Regions from separate parts of the Mus musculus genome. Here regions 2 and 3 are each linked to region 1. A link is a contact called in public HiChIP or PLAC-seq data. All regions are on one chromosome and are shown on one strand. The core of a region is the stretch at or near the end of the contact, and the rest is flanking DNA. Distances in the headings are between cores, read along the strand shown.

Evidence for each region. HiChIP or PLAC-seq counts read pairs in DNA pulled down with a chosen protein or histone mark.
Region 2: a RAD21 HiChIP or PLAC-seq map of pro-B cells shows a contact between it and region 1, with 6 times the contacts expected there. The contact joins two enhancer-like sites. A contact is called at or near these places in 2 of 15 datasets of contacts at CTCF or cohesin (large pre-B cells and pro-B cells).
Region 3: a RAD21 HiChIP or PLAC-seq map of pro-B cells shows a contact between it and region 1, with 8 times the contacts expected there. The contact joins two enhancer-like sites. A contact is called at or near these places in 1 of 15 datasets of contacts at CTCF or cohesin (pro-B cells) and 1 of 115 datasets of contacts at active chromatin or transcription factors (embryonic stem cells).

The regions. Positions count from the first base shown.
Region 1 is chr2:16,310,897-16,314,028 of GRCm38.p6, reverse strand. No RefSeq gene overlaps it. Among named protein-coding and RNA genes, the nearest start is that of Plxdc2, 44 kb to the left of the region's middle. Within about 2 kb of position 1,443, at least 3 of the 459 cell types and tissues checked have an H3K27ac peak or open chromatin away from gene starts, as enhancers often do. A contact at or near this core is called in pro-B cells, where this site is marked.
Region 2 is chr2:15,823,923-15,827,054 of GRCm38.p6, reverse strand. The region is part of intron 20 of Malrd1 (MAM and LDL receptor class A domain containing 1); the gene reads right to left. Among named protein-coding and RNA genes, the nearest start is that of Gm37416, 200 kb to the left of the region's middle. Within about 2 kb of position 1,499, at least 1 of the 459 cell types and tissues checked has an H3K27ac peak or open chromatin away from gene starts, as enhancers often do. A contact at or near this core is called in pro-B cells, where this site is marked.
Region 3 is chr2:15,892,096-15,895,227 of GRCm38.p6, reverse strand. All of the region lies in intron 25 of Malrd1 (MAM and LDL receptor class A domain containing 1), which reads right to left. Among named protein-coding and RNA genes, the nearest start is that of Gm37416, 130 kb to the left of the region's middle. Within about 2 kb of position 1,582, at least 6 of the 459 cell types and tissues checked have an H3K27ac peak or open chromatin away from gene starts, as enhancers often do. A contact at or near this core is called in pro-B cells, where this site is marked.

The sequences.
Region 1 (3,132 bases), core at 194-2,693:
AAAAGGCTCTACTGTGAAAGGAAGTATTTGACAGAGAGGAAAAAAATCAAAACTTCTATTAGAGTAGACTGTCATGCTTTGTATATTTATAGTTCAATTTTATTTCTATACACAATTCAAACATTAAGCTTTATTATACGTATATATTATAAAAACAGAGTACACACATAGACATACACTTGCACATGCATGAAACATATGCACATGCACACACAGATGGTTTAATGCTGTCTGCAGTTTCCAGCATCCACTAGGGTTTTTGCAGTGTGCCCTTCAATGACAAAGAGGATAATTCTGTAAGTTTATTTTCACATTCATGTTTTATCTCTTTAATAATGTTGCTGCCAGACCTCAGGATAGTCTCACAGACTGGTACAAATGAACAAATTCATGATTGAATCTTTTTTGAGGTGTTAAAGGATGAGAAGTCACTGTTTGGGTCGGAGAGGAATGAAGCAATTAGGAGAGGATGAAGTAAAATATACTTAAAAAATAAAACAGAAAGAAATCTTCACATAGCTCTTGACCCTTGTGTGCTTCTGTGGCTGCCCCTCATGTGCCCTTGGGTATTTTCAGGTTTTACATTGGTGAAAAGAGAAAGAAACAGACATGGATCATTTGCTGAAGCTTATGTCTTAAATGAAAACATTTGAATTCTATTCTTTCCATGGTTTTCCCCTAATTACACTCATTAAAGATCCACAGCTTTCAACTCCAAGTTGGAATGGCTATGATAGAAGAAATATACCAGTGCCATGCTTACTGCCCAGTTTTTAAGGAAAAGCTCATCTTCTGCAGCTAAGGCCCACAGTCCTCACTAGCCAAGTGTCTGTAACTGCTTCAGAGGACTGTAGGGATGCAATGTAAGTTTATCAAAATTTCCTTAATGATCCAAGAGATATATGCAAGGATAATTATGTTTGCTTTTAAGTTTTAAAGTTTTTAAAAGGAAAATTTTAGATATCATGTAATTGTCTTTCTGTTTTAAAGACAACCACTTAGTTCAATGTGACACCATATAATTTTCATTAGCACCACAGCCATACTTAACGATAAACTCATCTCTTATCTAGTGTAGACCATATGCTTTCTGTCTAGTGTAGCCCATGGTAGATGTGTTCCCCATCCTTCCAATAATCTTGAGCAGTCTCACATCAGCACACACTTTGTAAATGAGGAGATGTACTTCCTGAGTGAATAAGCAACTTGCTCAAGGTTGAGCAACGAGAGCCAAGTTTTTAATCTCTCCACACACTTCAACATTCTATTTTGTGAAGTCAATAAATTATAAAATAAACAAGGTTCCTAGAAATTTCAGGAAACTTGAATAGTTGGTGTGAAAAACATGTACTTTTTGTTCCCTGAATAGTCAAAATTTATGGTCGAGGTAAAAGCCGGTTCTTTAGGGTCTATCTTGAGTTGTGCAATGCCTGAAGATACCTCTAGGTGGCATTGGCAGGCCAAATGCATAGCAGAGAAAAAAAATACACAAATGAAGATAAAACAACATAGAAAAAAAGGAAGAATTTTTGTTACAAATGATCAGAGACTCCCATTAGGTGAGCTTATTTTCATACTTAACCTATTTACAAATACATGTGTAAAAGCCAAGTTTGCAGTAGCCAAATACATTTCCCCTTTTCTCAGAGAAGTTTTGAAAAAGAAAGCTTTCTTTTGTTAGTCCCAATGACATAATTCCAATACTACATGCCTCTGCTTAAAAGTGTTTTTCTTTTCTTTTTCTTTTTCTCCATTTGTTTGTTTTAATTTAGCACCAAATATAAACCTGTTTAACTCTATAAGGGGTGTGATTAAGATGTGAGTTTTCTTTCTTTTTTAAAACTTAAATGTATTTTCAAAACTCACAGCAGTCACGTTCTTGATAACAGAATCACAGGTTTGGTTTCTCAGTTTCTGTATCCTCCTAAAGTGGTGAGCTGAGAGTTACTGAGCTTCAGGTGGGAGTGGCCCTTCTATGGACAGCTTAGCATGCTTGTCTTCTGACTGTGAATGTCTGCATTCAGAGTTCTCAAGGTTGCCTAAGGACACTGATGCATAATTTATAAAAATTAAGCTTCCATGGTAGATGGCCACATGACAAAAGAGAAGTCTTATTCAATCACCTACTTTTGTCCCCTTACTTCAATCTCTGGGAGGCCATTTTGAGTTCCTTTAAGTACATCTTATCAAGATTACAAAGATTTTGAAACCTAAGGGGGTTAATGTTTCACTCAGCTTGTTCATTTATTCTGCATTATGCTCTTCTTCATAGGTTATATCTTCATATATACACATACAAGCACAAACCCATACACACACACACACAAACACACACACACTAAGATAGCTACAAAGTATATGTCTCTTCTAGACACCTTAGGATAAAAGACCAGAGTAATTTAAACCATGTAAACTGAGACACACCTATAAACCCAAGTTCTTGGGAGTCTAAGACAGGGAGATCCGAAGTGTTAAGCTGGCCTGGAATACAGAGTAAAGGCCCATCACAGAAAGCAAACAAATGTAAAGGAAACACTGAGGTAGTCATTCTTAAGTGGCCACACACTCAGAAAGGGTGTCCAGGACAAGGCATGTTTGTGTTTGCTGTGCCACTTAGCACAGTGGGTGCTACTCCATCATCAGACTTCAGCAAATATGGTTGATCACAGTCTACAAATGGAGGATCATGACATTAGCAACAGTGATGAGATAAATAAAATAAGTATGGGAACGAGTGAAGAAAGAAAGGAGAAAACTAGGAAAGGAATGATGAAGTCAAAGGACGAGCAGTTGAAGATCTCTAACAATTATGAAGCATAAAATTCTAATTTGCAGCACTCTTTTAATTTAGTGACAGCATGGATTGGGCTGGAGACATGGTTCAGCTGTTAAAGGCTGGGCTCACAACCATAAATAGAACTAGCAGAGTTGAGGTATCTGAGTTTTCCCTGTATTGATACTTTTAGTGTTTTCTCAACAATATAGTAAATAAATATATATTAAGTACCTCTACTGTACTCATGAAGAATCAAAGTCAAAAGGAATTTGATTATTAAGTACATATGCAGACTCTTGAGGTTGGGTCATATTTAAAAACTATTGTGGCAAGTATCTTGCAGAATAAAAGGAAGA
Region 2 (3,132 bases), core at 250-2,749, 490 kb after region 1:
TGTCCCATATTTGTTCTTGTGTGAAAGAACTGAAGGGATGGAAATGGAGAGGAGCCTGAGAAAAAGCAGGTCCAGTGACAGGGGACGCCCCAAGGCCTGACACTATTACTGATGCTATGGAATGTTCATAAAAAGGGACCAATCATGACTGCCCTCCAAAAGGCCCAACAAGCAGCTAAAAGAGTCAGATGTAGATATTTACACCCAACCAATGAACAGAAGCTGTTGATCCCTGTGGTTAAATTAGGGAAAGGCTGAAAGAAGCTGAGGAGGAGGGCTATCCTGTAGTCTCAATTAACCTGGACTTCTGAGACCTCTCAGATATTGGACCACCAACCAGACAGCATACACCAGCTGCTATGAGACCCCCAACACATATACAGCAGAGGACTGCCTGGCTTGGGTTCAGTCAGAGAAGATGTACCTATCCCTCAAGAAACTGGAGGCCCCAGGGAGTTTAAGGTCTGGTGGGATGGGGGCTGAGGGTTGGGGACATCCTCAAGGAGAGGGAGGGCAGGGAGGAGGTGATATGGGGTGTGAAACAGTCAGAGTGTGGACCAGGAGGGGGATAAAATCTGGAATGTAAAAAAAAAAAAAAGATTAAATGAAATTTTAAAAAAAGCTGTCTGGGATGATTTAACTTTACAGCATGCTATGATAAAATATTTTAAATGTTACTCCACTTGCTTGTGAATCTTCGTACTACTATTAAGGTGTGGCTTGAAATGTCCATTCTTCTTTAAGTTATTACTGCAACCTTAAGTCAAATTCTTGAGATTTTTTTGCCTCATATAATATGCCAGCTAACTGGTTTATCAATTTCCATTGTTGATTCATTAGTCTTCACATATCACTTAAAACAAACTTTTGTAAGTAGGAATGTAATTGTTATTGTGTCCCTACAGCCATTTTTAAAAAGAAATTAATGGCTTTCAAATGCCCACACTGTTAAATTGTGGAGTATGGCTCTACAGAGAACCACATAATAGAACTGGAGTAATAGATAAAGTTTTTGACAACAGTAAAAGGTTTGTGAATGTGTACTAACTGAAAAATAATGTTTAAAAAACCATTGTGTTCCTGCCCAGTGTTGCCTTCTATGATGCTACAGAGGCCTTGGATCTAAACATACATATGCACTTTGCTTATTCTGGTAACAGGGAGTCTAACTGAGACATGAACCCCCCCCCCCCACACACACACACACTCACACACACTCACACAAAAGAGCAAGTAAGAGAGAGAAAGGCATTACTTTCATCTGTAGTTTTCTACCTTGTGTCCCTAAATCTCATTTTAAGTGTACTGTAGTGTCCAACTTTAAAAGATTTAAATTTTTAATAACATAAAATTTAAATTCTATCAACTCTGAGTTCTTATAAGTACCCCAAAAAATAGGACAGAGAAAACATTGTTTTCAAAATTGAAGAAGTAAGGCATTGAAATGGATGATAACACCACAGTGGAACCAGTCAGGAAGTGAAGCTGAGCAACAGGAAGTCAGGAAGTGAAGCTGAGCAACAGGAAGTCAGGAAGTGAAGCTGAGCAACAGGAAGAGCGACTAGACAAAAATTCTCACAGAAAAGTAATAGTAGTGTTTGGTTAAACCTGCCCACGTGGCGTTTTGCTTTATAGAACATTTATGTGGGAGATATGTGAAAGACTTTGGAACTTTGGACTAAAAAATTTGATGCTTGCTCTTATTAAATTTTAACTGACTGTTTGTCTTCGTCAGGGTTTCTATTCCTGCACAAACATCATGACCAAGAAGCAAGTTGGGGAGGAAAGGGTTTATTCGGCTTACACTTCCATACTGCTGTTCATCACCAAGGAAGTCAGGACTGGAACTTAAGCAAGTCAAAAAGCAGGAGCTGATGCAGAGGCCATGGAGGGATGTTCCTTACTGGCTTGCTTCCCTTGGCTTTCTTAGCCTGCTCTCTTATAGAACCAAGACTACCAGCCCAGAGATGGTCCCACCCACAAGGGGACCACTCCCCTTGATCACTAATTGAGAAAATGCCTTATAGAGGGATCTCATGGAGGCATTTCCCCATCTGAAGCTCCTTTCTCTGTGATAACTCCAGCCTGTGTCAAGTTAAAACAAAACTATCCAGTACACTGTTCTACTAGGAGTAAGGATGATAGTAATACTGCAGGAAATGAGTATAGTGGACAGATAATATGGCTGGCCTTGAAAGGCTTTAGAGGCAAACATGCGCCCTTACCAGGAATTGAGCTAGGAGTCATTTATGCAATATTTTGGCAGGAATGTGGCTGTAGTCTTTCCCTAACTTTCGAATTTGAGGTGTGTTGAATTTAAAGATAAGAAACTAATTTGTTTGAGAAAAGAAATGTGCTTGGGTAAGCCTAAATGTCCAGACAAGGAGAATGCAGAGAAGCAAGTATCTACACTCTTCAAGAGATTAGTTTCACTCAAGAGAAACCTGGTGCTATATCCTGAGATAAGAGGAATGTATTCTTCAGAGTCAGCAACCAGATGTTGATGATGCTGTGTTAAAAGGAGGTCAGGTTACATACATCACCATCTGGCAGAATTTGATGGTACTGTTCACATATAGTTCTGATTTTGAAGGCATAAAAGACAAAATACTGAGGGAGTATAGAGAACTTCTGAGGCCCGCTGAACTCCATGCAGAGAGATTCTGAAATGCAACAGAGTATAGCTGTGATAGTTAGCACAGCAGAGGACCCAGTACATTAGAGATGTCAGAACTATGGCTCATCCTCCAAGAGTGCATGGGTGTGAAATGGAGCTACCTATACCTAAATGGAAATCTGTGTAATCCTGAAAGTGGCAAAGCATAAAGAATAGACTATTCATGTGCAGAATATGGAGCTGTAGGATTTAATGTTTTCCCTGATAATTGCTGGTTGCACTTCAGTGTGAAGAGGTGATTAACCTTGTAATCCCTTGATTCTTATGTTTGAAATGGGAATGTTTTCTCTGTCCTACTATTTTTGAACTTTTTAAGGTGTTGGAATTTTTAAAGCTATGGATCTTGTGAAGTTGGATACTATACTACACTAATATTATAAGTCCAAAATAAGATTTGGGCGGCAAGAGACAGAAAGCTACAGCTTAATTTATGCCCCCTTGAGGTGTGTGTGTGT
Region 3 (3,132 bases), core at 333-2,832, 420 kb after region 1:
CCTCTCAGAGTGGGCAGTATCTTCTGAGAGCAGCCAGATTTATAGAGGTGGGAGGGAAAGCAGCCTCCTGATTGCTTGTTACTGAATGCTTCTACTCCTCAGTAGCTATTTTTACAGCAACTCTTTGCTTCCAATTAGAACCTGGATTCTTGAAATTTCCAATATGAATTGAAGAGCAGTGGCTCTCCAGGTATTCAGCATCCAGCTGTTAGGAAAAAGTAGTAGTTTTGCCTCCAATCTGTCTGATATGCAGTTAATTCACTGTTGAAATAAGCAGCCTGTATCTTCTAAGTTAATTTAGTTTTGTTTCCTTGGAAACATGTATGGATTCCCTCTGTTCTGCTTCATTAGAGAACCCTGAGTAATAAAATCAATAAAAGCCAGCATTATATACTTTTAAATAGCATATTAAGATTTATATAGTAACTATGGTTCACCAATGTCTTAGATTTAACAAAAACTGGCATTTCGTAAGCTGAATGAAAATTTAGTCCTAAGAACATTCATAGTTTTTAGCAAATGTGTTTGTTCAGGAATGGGCTGTCTTTGGAGCAAACAGAATATGTATAGAAAGCAAATAAAATGAAAAAATAATGCAAACTACTGTATCACAAAACATCTTACTAGTGCCCATAGGCAAGTAGAAATCTACTTTGTAAGCTGCACTTTTCATTGGTTCTGCAGCTGAAAAAGCCTGAAGGACTTCATGATTTATTTAGATATCCCCCCCTAAGTATATCTAAGTGTATGATTCCCTAAGTGGGAAAGTGCCATGGTTTTCCGTTTACTGGCCACATAAAACACATATTGTCCTAAGAAAAGAGAGAGAAGAAAGCATGTAAGCAAGAGGAAAAGTTATTCCTGGCTTTCACGGCTGAAACAAATGATAGTAACCATCAAGAATAATGTTATGGCACAGAATGCTGTTCGCATCAGTTACAGCCTTCCAATCCAGTTATTTCTGCAGCTGCTTCAGTTATAGTTATAGTTTTGGTATTGAACATTTTATGGGTCCTCATTTTTCAAGCTCATGAGACTTACTATTTACTTTCTCTTATGTATTCACTAAAGAGAAATATTTCTCCATCATAAACATGTCTATTATTTTAGGGTTCTTTCAGTGGAAAAAATGAATAGCCACAGAGCTTCAACCAGATATTTATCTGGAATGCTATTGGCAGGGTAAGTACAGAAGACAAACTACTCTGTGCTAAGTGCGAAGAAAACAGATCCCCACTGTTTCATATAGACAGTAGGGAACTGCTCCCTTAATGTGAAGCTTCCTTTCCTATTTATAGCATGAAGCAAGTGCTTTGCTCCCAGCAGTGGTTTTGTAGAAAGACCACAGGAAGCATTCTATTTGCAACCTACAGAATCTAGGTAAAATGGAAGCTTGCAGATATACTTAAGAGGAGTTTTGGAACAACTACTATGGTTTTCATGTGCCACAATTTCATTTCAACTCACTTCATAATTTTTTTTCTGAGTTTCATTTGTGATTTCTTCTCTGGTAGTGGAGTCCACTGGCAAGGATGTGGTTTTAATTTGGGGGTGTCCTAATTTCATTTCTGTTTCTGCAATAAAATATCCTGACCAAAACAACAAAAGGAAGTAGGTCAGTTTGGCTTTCAGTTCTGAGTTATAGCCCATCATTGGAGGGAGGTTGACACAGGAACTTATAACAGTTAGAGCAGAGAAAAGAAAGTTCCATAATGCCTGCTTGTTTCCTTGCTTATACTCAGCAGTATATATTTTAGTAGAACAAAGCCAGGATAGTTGTCAAATCATTGTTTCTGTGACTGCTGTCTGCTTCTTCCATCCAATTAGTAGACAGAGCATGAGTTAATTTAAAGATCACTTATTAAAAAGTTAGACAACAATAACCAAAATGTGAGAGAAAGATAAAAAGAAAAACCTCCAAGACAGCCATTCCAACAAAGTGCAAATTTAACAGAGAAACATTAAAAACATCTCAAAGAGTAAGTCTACCAATTTAAAACACACTAGAAAACATTATCAGTAGACATGATCAAGAAAAAAAAATAATATCATGGATTGAAGACAAGACAAGGTCAAGGAACTATTCAGATTACAATAAAGAAAACAATAGTTTGCAATAGTATAACCAAAGCTTTCAAACATGGGGCATGAGCTGTTCTCTTAATTCTTAGTCTTTTTCTAAGAATGGACAGAGTAGAAGATGAAACTGAAATAAAAGCTAGCTATGTAATGAAATTATATAATAAAATCTCCCAGATATAAGGAAAGACAGGTAATGGACTACAGCTATAGAATGAAGATATAATATAAGCAGCAAGAGAAAATTCCAGCATACAAAGGCCAACTCCACAGAGGAACATCAGAGAGAAAGCCACAAAAGCTATGGTAGAATAGGAGAATGTATCTGAAAGAAATAATTTTCAAAACAAGACACACCAATAGATAAATAACATGATAGGGATTAATAAATCAAAGAACATATTACTTATCCATCTTAGAAATAATCAAACTTCTGAGACAAATAAGTTAGAGAAGAAATAAGAAATAATGTGTGACCTAACCAGGAAAAAATTACATAAAATTATAGAAGTTAGGAAATATTTCTAAACAACAAATATAAATGTTAATGTTCTTGACTCACCAACTAAATGGCAGAGACTAATCATTAGCTCTCCTCAAAACCAACATTGAGCTGTTTTTGCTTTCCATATCCAGAATATACAAGAAATCACAGAGGCATATGAGTACAGAATAGAATATTATATACAAAGAAAATTGAAGCAATGACCATACATGTTTAGCCATTCTCATATCCAGCAAACAAGAAATTAATGTAAGAATACCACAAAATTAAGCATCGCCACATATTAATAAAAACTGTAGATTGTCAGTATATAACAAATATAAATGTATATTTCTCCAAAAGTCGGTACCTCTAATTTCATAAATTTTGAGGTTCTTGTAGGATTATAAGCACATTTAACTAGTGCTTCTACATGTATATAAGACATGAACCTATTATGTGAGCAAGGAGAGTGTATTATTTCAGGATTTATTATTTGATCATAATGGATGTGACTTTATAAGATAACAGGTTAATGTATGGTGTGCTCATAAGTAAAAAATATAAAT